Regions from separate parts of the Zea mays genome. Here region 1 is linked to region 2. A link is a contact called in public Hi-C data. All regions are on one chromosome and are shown on one strand. The core of a region is the stretch at or near the end of the contact, and the rest is flanking DNA. Distances in the headings are between cores, read along the strand shown. Region 1 holds the start of LOC100282337. Region 2 holds the start of LOC100502457 (Mitochondrial phosphate carrier protein 3 mitochondrial).

Evidence for each region. A called contact is a pair of places that touch in the nucleus more often than the background predicts.
Region 1: a contact with region 2 is called in a Hi-C map of endosperm, with 2.7 times the contacts expected there. The contact joins the promoter of LOC100282337 here to the promoter of LOC100502457 in region 2. A contact is called at or near these places in 2 of 25 Hi-C or Micro-C datasets (ear and endosperm).

What each region holds. Positions count from the first base shown.
Region 1 is chr1:37,966,936-37,971,954 of Zm-B73-REFERENCE-NAM-5.0, forward strand. LOC100282337 reads left to right here and starts at 3,635. Exons shown (of 4, transcript NM_001155249.2): 1 at 3,635-3,878; 2 at 3,984-4,081; 3 at 4,173-4,462. The coding sequence starts at 3,643.
Region 2 is chr1:37,810,049-37,815,251 of Zm-B73-REFERENCE-NAM-5.0, forward strand. It overlaps LOC100502457 (Mitochondrial phosphate carrier protein 3 mitochondrial), which reads left to right and starts at 1,500. Exons shown (of 6, transcript NM_001196935.1): 1 at 1,500-2,138; 2 at 2,237-2,598; 3 at 2,688-2,731. The coding sequence starts at 1,848.

The DNA.
Region 1 (5,019 bases), core at 2,385-4,884, 160 kb after region 2:
GACACTCTACAGTACATGTCCGGTGCGCCACCGGACATCCAGGCGGGCCCAGAAGACAGAGCTCCAACGGTCGGAACCCAACGGCTTTGGTGACGTGGCTGGCGCACCGGACATGTCCGGTGTGCACCGGACTGTCCGGTGCACCATGCGACAGACAGCTCCACCAAACGGCTAGTTTGGTGGTTGGGGCTATAAATACCCCCAACCACCCACCATTCATTGCATCCAAGTTTTCCACTTCTCAACCACTTACAAGAGCTAGGCATTCAATTCTAGACACACCAAAGAGATCAAATCCTCTCCAATCCCACACAAGGCTTTAGTGATTAGCGAGAGAGATTTGACGTGTTCTTTTGAGCTCTTGCGCTTGGATTGCTTCTTTTCTTTCTCACTTGTTCTTGTGATCAAAACTCTATTGTAATCAAGGCAAGAGGCACCAATTGTGTGGTGGCCCTTGCGGGGAAGTTTTGTTCCCGGTTTTGATTTGAGAAGAGAAGCTCACTCGGTCGGAGGGACCGTTTGAGAGAGGGAAAGGGTTGAAAGAGACCCGGTCTTTGTGACCACCTCAACGGGGAGTAGGTTTGCAAGAACCGAACCTCGGTAAAACAAATCCTTGTGTCACACTCCTTATTTGCTTGAGATTTGTTTTGCACCCTCTTTCGCGGACTCGTTTTTATTTCTAACGCTAACCCGGCTTGTAGTTGTGTTTATATTTGTAAATTTCAGTTTTGCCCTATTCACCCCCCTCTAGGCGACTATCACCAGCGCCTCAGCTCTTCTTTGTGGCGTCGTGCGTGCGACGCGTCAATGTAACTTCGCGCGCCACGACAACTGTTTATGAGGTAGCGAGCGTCGCCATCTGGATGGGACAGTGGGAGTAGGTGGTTTGCTGCTCGAGTGAGAATCTAGCAGTAGCCCTTCGTGTTGAGCATATGAGGTAAGTCATGGGTGATCTGAGCCAGCACCCAGCCAACCTGGCTCGGAGTCCGCATGGTTCGAGCTACCTCGGGTCGTAGATTTTAGGAGAGAGGTATATGATCACGTGCGAGCCTAACGTTGTGCTCAGCCAGTTCGTGCTCACGCTCCTGAGCGTCGCGATAGCTCCATCAACGGACGTTCCTCTATAGGCAGAACCCCCACTCATCCGGAGAGATAGGCTGGGTTGGGTCCTATTCTCTGGTGGCGTGACACCGGACATTATGACACCAATTTCGGTGAAGTTGCGCCTTGCACTGTGGGGGCTCCTCCCCCTGCACGGTGGGCTCATCGTTGGAGATGGGGTTGTCGTCTACCCCTATGTTCATGAAGAGGATGTTGGGGTAGTAGAGGGGAGGCTCTACCTCCACTGGATTCATGATCGCGCCCATGGGTCGAGTTACCGAGGCGTCAGTCGGTCGCGCTCCAGCAGTCCTAAGAACAACGAGCACTTGGGCCCTTTCTTCTTGCAACTAATCCAGGTCCAACCCCGGGTTGGTGAGGTGGACAATGGATCCTACTGCATTGGAACTGCTATGACGGTCGGCCGAGGCGGAGGCATTGGTGCAACCACACGTCTAGGTGGTGCAGCAGCAGCCGGACATGACACACGGATGAGTCGGGCCCCTAAGTGCAGGTGTGGGCCGCACAAGGCTCAATTCGTGACTGAATGAGGTTTAGCCATGACCGTCTCCAGGGCCGCCCTGGATCTCAACAAGGGCTTCTTCTCTGTCGGGGCGATGGTGTGGGACAACGGGGCCTCCTTCCCCACACTCGCTACGTGGTGCAGGGCACCCCTTTGGTCCATGATGCGTGAGAGGCATCCAAAGTGGAAAACATCTCCGATGATGAAGCTGAAGACGGTGTTGAAAACAATGGCCCTGTAGCTATCGTATATGAATGTTGCGCTCTCTGCCTAGCGCGCCAGCAATCGGAGTTTGGTACCAACGTCACACTACGGGGTATACCACATAGTGCTTTTGGGAGGATGATGAGGTCGATCGCAACTCGATGGGTCGTGTGAGGCACGATGGAACACAATAAACTATACAGGTTCGGACCGCTCAAGCGCATAATACCCTACGTCCTATAAGTTTGTGGATGTGTATTGCTCGGTGATTAGAGGTTACAAAGGGTTCATGTTGTAGAAGATGACTATGCTTCTGAGGTCTCTCTCATTTTCGTAGGGGCTCCTCCTCTACCTTATTCCCGACCGAGAAAGAGTTACAACGCATGGCCCGATACATGATCTTCGTCCACCCGCCTCTGCTAGAGTCGTACCGAGTTTTTCGGTGGTCAGCGAGTCCTCAAGAGATTTCTACGTTCTCTGCATGTGTCGAACACAGTCTAGGTTTCTTCCTCACCCGCTTCCGATTTTGCCCGACTAAAGTCCCCAAGGGGACCATGTACCTAACCCACTAGGTGCCTTTCAGGCGGCGTAGAGAGCATAACCAATCCGTGGTGATTCGGGGGATATCTACCCCCCACACTCTTAACACATGGGTAGAATCTAAACCCGTCTTGTCCCAAAGGATGGGATTATGTTAATCTCTTTGGTAAACATGACTCATCCAAGTCTAGAGGAGGGAGAAAGTGCTCACCTCAAGCTCAAGCCAAGAATTCCGATCCCAGGGAAATCTTGGACAAAGAATCGTCCATGGCATGTCATAGGCATGGAATGATGGATAACTTTTTTGCCTTTGTATATTCATGAGACATCAACTTTGGAACTTGGAAAAGAAGACATTGTCAATAAACATAGAAGTAATTTCATGACAATCCAATCAAATTCATGGTTCCATGCGATTTTTTTGAAACAATCTTTCTCTCTGCCATCATCACATATGAGAGCTACAACCCCTTCATGCTTCTTGTCCATAAATTCTTCGAAAGGATGTTGTAGATGTTTTTATCTATCATAAATATTGCAAATCTTGTATGTTTTGGCATGAGTCCTACAAACAGGTTGGTGTTGCAGGGAAACCACTTCACCAACATGAGATACGACTTTAAGGTTTCCCATGTATGATCTTGTTTCTTAAAACAAGCACTATTAGGAGGTAACTCGAACTTTCACCTATTCTTCTAACAAATTTTTTTCCTTAAAATAAAAGGGATTTCCTTCTATAAATATGATATTTTAAAAGGAGCTTAAATGACATAATTGTGGAAATTATTTATTCAGATTTTTGCTAATCATTTTAGGTTTGCCAAGCTTGGCATCTAGAGACCCATGATCGTCTAGAGTGGCGCCCATGAGCGAAGGGGCATCAACCATTCAATCATACAGTATGATGAAATATTGCAAAAATAAATAGACAATCATACAAGTATCTCATTTTTTATTTTGACGTAAGTACAGGGGTGTTAGCGAAAATAGCAAACCACCCTTGTAACACCTTGTGCATAAGCAAAGACATGTATTTCTTACTTAGGCCCCGTTTCAATCTTACGGGATAAACTTTAGCCTCCTACTAAACTTTAGCTATATGAATTGAAATGCTAAAGTTTAGTTTCAATTACCACCATTAGCTCTCCTATTTAGATTACAAATGACTAAAAGTAGCTAAAAAAGCTGCTAAAGTTTGTCTTGCGAGATTGGAACAGGGCCTTACCTATGGGGTCATAAAACATGGCTCCGTATGTCAATCACAGATCTAATAAGTTATGTTCTGTATTCCTAATTATCATTTTGCCATTTGCCACCCCCAACTCCCGAGGGCCCATTTCGCCGTCTTTCACTCCATCACCCCCTCTCCCCCAGTCCCCCGTCCCTTTCCCCTCAGCCATCTCCTTCCCCCTCACCTCGCCATGGCGTTCTTCTCTCACCACCATCTCCAGCAGCCACACCCGCAGCAGGCACCGCCCCCGAATCAGCAGCAGCCGGTGCTTCCTTCCTTCAGGTGAATGTTCGACATCAATTTTATTTGCACCCCTTCTGTCTAGAATTGTTGTTTAAGGTGAGAATCGCACTGAATTTCCTCTTCGGATGTCGCAATTCTGGGCAGGAACGCGCTACCGGTGCCTGTGGATGGCCAGATCCCAGCGCCCCTCACCTTCTTCAACCCGCCGCCTGCCTTCCCGGAGCAGCCCGCGCAGACAACGCGTAAGTTTTCTCCGCGAATCCACTATTCGCTTCTTCGAATTCCGCTTAAATTGGCGCTGATTTTGGAGGAGTTTCGGTCTGTTTTGGGCAGTGGTGGATGCGGTGGGGCTGACGGCAGCTGCTGGGCTTGGGTGGAGGCAGCCGAGGGAGCAGGAACTGCTTGGAGAAAACTCCCAGATGTCGTCCATCGATTTTCTGCAGACGGGCTCGGCGGTATCGACGGGGCTGGCGCTGTCTCTGGAGGACCGGCGCCACGGCGGCGGCGGGGCTGGGAACTCCTCCGGCGATTCACCGCTGCTCCTGCTGCCCATGCTGGACGATGACATTTCACGCGAGGTCCAGCGGCTTGACGCTGATATGGACCGCTTCATTAAAGCTCAGGTCACCCACTCATCTTTCTTGCTAAGGCTATTACCAGTCCAAAAGTATCATACTTCAATATCCAAAAACGCTAAATATAATGAAAAGTATGGTAACACACCCTCCACAATGTACAATATCATACTTATATGTTTAAATTAGTTAATTGGTGTGATGTTGTGTCTGTGAGAATGAACCCAAACATTATTTTTTATGCCATAACCTAAGATATCGTGGCAAAGCAGTACCTTGATTAAGATACAACTTTTCTCCCTCTCCTATTAAATGCCTTGCCACATCAGCAAAAAATCCTATGTGGCATCTTATTAATGAGCATGATACTACCCATTGGGGATAACAACAAACCTAATTGTTGATGCATTGCAGTGCCCGTGTGCAACTGTGTGCTTTGTGTGGATCTCCTCAGTCATGTAACCGTTTTGGGGGAGCTTATCGAAGCCCTAGTGTTTGCATGACGTGTTCACTAGTATTTGGTAAGGTTGCCAATGGAGCACATAAAAAAATTGACCACAGGGAGTTAAGCCGCCTCCAACGATATTCATGTAAGAAGTCACAGC
Region 2 (5,203 bases), core at 250-2,749:
ATTTGGATCGCGCGGCGGCGAAGGCACATAACGACGGCCCGCGACGGCCTCCGCACTGAGCCGAGCGCAACGGGGCCTGCGACGAGTGCCCTAACCTTAGTAGGAGGAGGTGGTGGTGGGTCGGTGGACAGAGCAGTGCAGAAGGCCAGGCACGCGAGGGGTGGTTCTGGGGTTGGCGCGGATGGAGCGAAGCAGCGGCGAAGGTGGCCGAGCGGAGACAGGAGGAAAAGAAAGTGCTCGGTCCATACGCCCATACGGGCGACATGGCGAGATGGAGTGCGCGGCGGAGGAAGACGATGGTCGAAGGCCTGGGCTAGTGGAGCCGGCCGCGACGCCGGGGATGTAGGTCGCGGCGAGATCTGGAGGAGGCAGGTGTGCGGCAGTGGGCATGACGTGGGAGTGAGAAGAGGCGGCAGTGAGCCGGCGGCGTAGGAGAGAGAGGAGCACGAAACGTCCATAGGTCGATTGAAGATAAAATTTCGGGTCCGGTATAGGTGTCGCACGCGCACAGGTTGGCACTGGCGGAAACGCGGAGGAGGCCTCGATTACTAGCGTCTTTTAAGACTTTAGATGTCTTGATGAGGAGCGCAATCCCATCCATTTTGGTTGAGGCCCCAATCACAGACACTATAATAACTACGGGTAGGATTGACATGGAAGCCAACAATTTCTGCTCCCAAAACTCTAGTCACCACACACCCACACCTGACACCGGTAGATTCTAACTCCTCTACCTCAATATTAAAATAAAGTCATTTTGAAGGGGTAGCTAGAGATAGGCAAAGTATGTCGTTTTAGATGTAAGTACTCCATTTTGGACGGCTTTACCCTCCAACTCTTTGTGCCGAACCCAACATATCGCAAAAAAAAAATTGCTGAGCAATGAGGAAACCAATCCTAGGACCTCATGTCCCTGCTGCCTTTAACCGTCTGCAATAACAATTCAAGTTGCATCATTTTTGTATCCACAGTATAGCTACAGTGCTGTTTAATATGGACAAGCTTGATAAATGTAACCTAATTAATCACGCATAATTATATCCTAAACGACTTCTATTCCATATGGAGGGAGTACATCACTGCATAGCTGCATATGCGTCGCTTTGATTAGCCATTTATGCTACCTGGGATTTCAGCTGCCAGCATCAGTATCCGTAGTCAAAAATTCAAAATCAACAAATCAACAGAATTATCGGCCCAAATGGAAAACAAGAATGGAAGCCGTACTGCAAGATTCAAAGCACGTGAAACATCACATGATCCAGATTTCGAAGTTTCAAACCATGTGGTTCCCATGCACTCGAACCACGTGTGACGCGCCGGAAGGTCTGGCATATGACTGCGAGGCATGCTTCGTTTGTCCACAAAATTCAGTGTGTTTCCTCCTGGTTTTCGCCATGCGTCGCATCTTTTTCTCCGGCGCGGACCGCGGAGAAAAAAAAAATAGCCCGGCTATGCCAAAATCACCCCCGGCACGCTCTTCTCTACGCGCCCCTACCGTCCCGGCGGCGGCCAGCGCTGGGCTCTTTTGCCGTGCCCCGCGGCACTGCCCCCACGCCATCCGCACACACCCACTGGAAAAACAGCAGCCGCGCGTTACGGCGTTAGCGGCCAAGCCACTTTACGCCAGTGGCCGCCGGCAAGCGCGGTCAGGTCGGGACTCGACGGAGAGAGCTCTCAGCTTCTCCCGACCTAAGTAAGCTAGGTGGACAACGCCTGCAGGCTGCGGCACCAACGCGGCCTTCGCCGCGACCCCCTCCCCATCTCCCTCCTCCCTACCATGCGCGAGGGCGAGGCCCACGCCCACGCCCTCCCGTCGAAAACCCAGCTACTCCCGTGCCTCAAAGATGACGAGCCGCGACAAGGTGGGGTGCTCCTCGATCCCGCTGCCCCTCGACCGTGTCCTTGCCGCGCTGGTCGCCAGCACCCAGCAACTCGGGAGGGGGTGGGAGGCGGCCTTCCGCGTCCGATGCGGGAAGGCAGCTGGAGCGGCGGTCGGGGAGGCGGAGGGGAAAGGAGAGGTTATAGAGATGCACACGCCGCTGTTCTACGCTACCTGCGCCCTCGGCGGCGTTCTCAGCACCGGCCTCACTCACCTCGCTGTAACGCCGCTCGACCTCGTCAAGTGCAACATGCAGGTCCGTCACTGTCAGCGATAGGTTCCTTCGCTTGTTCTCCTTGTCCATGTCTCAATGACTAACACAGCTGCTGCCTGCTTCAATGTCCCTTCACTCAGGTGGATCCTAGCAAGTACAGGGACATTACATCTGCCTTTGGTGTCATGCTCCATGAGCAAGGACCCCGTGGCTTGTTCAGGGGATGGATGGCCACACTGGTTGGGTACAGCTGCCAGGGGGCCTGCAAGTTTGGGTTCTACGAGTTCTTCAAGAAGTGCTACTCTGACATTTCTGGTCCCGAGAACGTTGAAAGGTTGAGGACTTTGATCTACCTTGCAGCTTCCGCGTCCGCTGAGGTGATTGCGGATGTAGCTCTCTGCCCCATGGAGGCTGTCAAAATTCGGGTCCAGACACAACCGGGATTTGCTCGCTGCCTGGTCGATGGGCTTCCGAAGATTGTCCAATCTGAAGGTGCCTTTGGGTACAGATACTGCATGTCTTGTATGATCTGTGTTATTGTTCAAGGTTTTTGGGGAGCAACAATCTTTTAACACTGGGTGCAAATTTCAGGCTTTACAAAGGTCTACTTCCTCTTTGGGGCCGCCAAGTTCCCTGTAAGTCAAAAATGGATTGCTAGTTTATACAGTTACTTGTTAAGGGCTTATCGGTGCTTAGCTAATAGTTCAGCTATTAGCTACTTTTAGCAAATTAGCTAATAGTTAACTAGCTACTCACTACATCTCAAATTAGTATTCACTTTAGGGTCTGTTTGGAATCATCCAGTTTTTAATAAATTGATTTATGAAAACTGAGGTGGTTCCAAACATACTAGTTTATGTCCCGGTTTATAGAAACTGAGTTTTCAATTTCTTAAAACCAAGAAGCTAACCTCTCTTAGCTAAAGTAAGTTTATGAAAACTATGGTGATTCCAAACATTATTAACCATTTTTCTTTCATAAACCAGTTTCTAGAAACTAAAGATAAAAATTGGATTATTAAAAACTAGGTTGTTTACAAACAGGGCCTTAGCTCTTGGTTTTTATGTCTATATTCAAATGGATGATGATAAATCTAGACAGATATCATGTTAGGATCGTAAGTGAGACAAAGGAGACACAGAGTTTAACGTGGAAAAACTCCTCCAATGTGGAGGAGAAAAAAAACACGGGAAAACAGATCTATTATATGGTATGTCGTACATGGTACAAGGGGGCTTATTTATATAGGGAATGGAGATAGAGATAGAGTCAAAAAATCTTATCCAACAAATCTCTCCTTGACGCTAAATCTATAAAATTGTTTCCTCAAACACCACTAGAGTGCTAAGCTCCACGAACACCTACCAAGTCAAGACAATGCTTGAACTTGGTATTAGATAATGGTTTTATAAGCATGTCTGCAGGATTTTCATCAGTATGTATCTTGTCCACTTTAATCTTGCCTTCAGCAACAATATTACGAATGAAGTGATACTTGATATCAATATGCTTGGTCTTGAAGTGATACATGTCATTCTTGGTCAGACAAATAACACTATGACTATCACAATAAACCTTAATGACATCCTGAGGAACATCAAGTTCAGAAATAAGACCTTGCATCCAAATAGCTTCTTTAACCCCTTCAGTAGCTGAGACATATTTTGCTTCAGTAGTGGAAAGAGCAGTAACAGACTGAAGTGAAGCCCTCCAACTCACTGCAGAACCGCATGATGAAAATATATAGCCAGATATGGAGCGTCTCTTATCAAGATCACCAGCAAAGTCAGAATCAACAAATCCCTCAACAAATCCCATGACACCAGTTTCCTTCACTGAATTCTTGCCAAACAATAATCCAAAATCAGAAGTACCTTTCAAGTAGCGAAGAATCCACTTTACTGCATTCCAATGTTCTTTACCAGGATTGTGCATAAATCTGCTAACCACACTAACAACATGAACCAAATCGGGTCTTGTACAGATCATAGCATACATGAGATTCCCAGCAGCATTAGAATACGATATGTGAGACATGTGTTCTTTTTCATCTTCAGTAACAGGACATTGCCTCGATGACAATTTAAAATGTGAAGCAAATGGTGTAGCAACAAATTTGCAATTACTGAGATTATATTTTTCAAGAACTTTCTTAATATAACTTTTCTGAGATAGAAAAAGAGTACCAGCACGACGATCACGCTGAATTTCCATCCCAAGAATCTTATTTGCTGCTCCCAGATCTTTCATATCAAATTCATGACTAAGTTGAGCCTTCAATTCAACAATCAGAGACTTGTCATGAGAAGCAATCAACATATCATCAACATAAAGCAGCAGATACACAAAAGATCCATTAGGGAACTGCTTTAATTAAATACAGTGATCATAATTGCTTCGAGAATAACCATGTGCAAGCATGAACGAGTCAAACCTCTTATACTACTGCCTAGGAGCTTGTTTCAAACCATAAAGAGATTTCTGCAAATGACAAACTAAGTGCTCTTGACCAGGAGCAGAAAAACCCTGAGGTTGTGTCATATAAATCTCTTCATCTAAGTCTCCATGAAGAATTGCAGTTTTAACATCAAATTGCTCTAACTCCAAATCAAATAAAGCAACAATAGCAAGCATAACTCTTTTTTTTCTTGAATACGCAGAAGAGCAAGCATAACTCGAATAGAAGTGTGACGAACAACAGGACAAAACACCTCATTGAAATCAATACCTTCCCTTTGTTCGAAACCTTTCACAACTAAACGAGCTATAAATCTTGCAAGTTCAACTCTAGAGATACCTTCCTTCTTCTTATAAATCCACTTGCACTTTAAAGGTTTTTTACCTTCAGGAAGCTCAACCAATTTTCATGTAGCATTCTTTTGAAGACTCTCAAATTCATTATTCATAGCAACTAACCACTTGGATGAATTATCACATGAGATAGCTTCCGAATAAGAAGAAGGTTCAAATGTGACATTAGTTTCTTGAGCAGCAATGAGAGCATAATGAGCCATACTATCAATGTCACGATATCGATGTGGCAAAACAATATTCCTTCTAGGTCTATCTTGAGCAATAGAGTGATTGTTGCCAACAGGAGGTACATA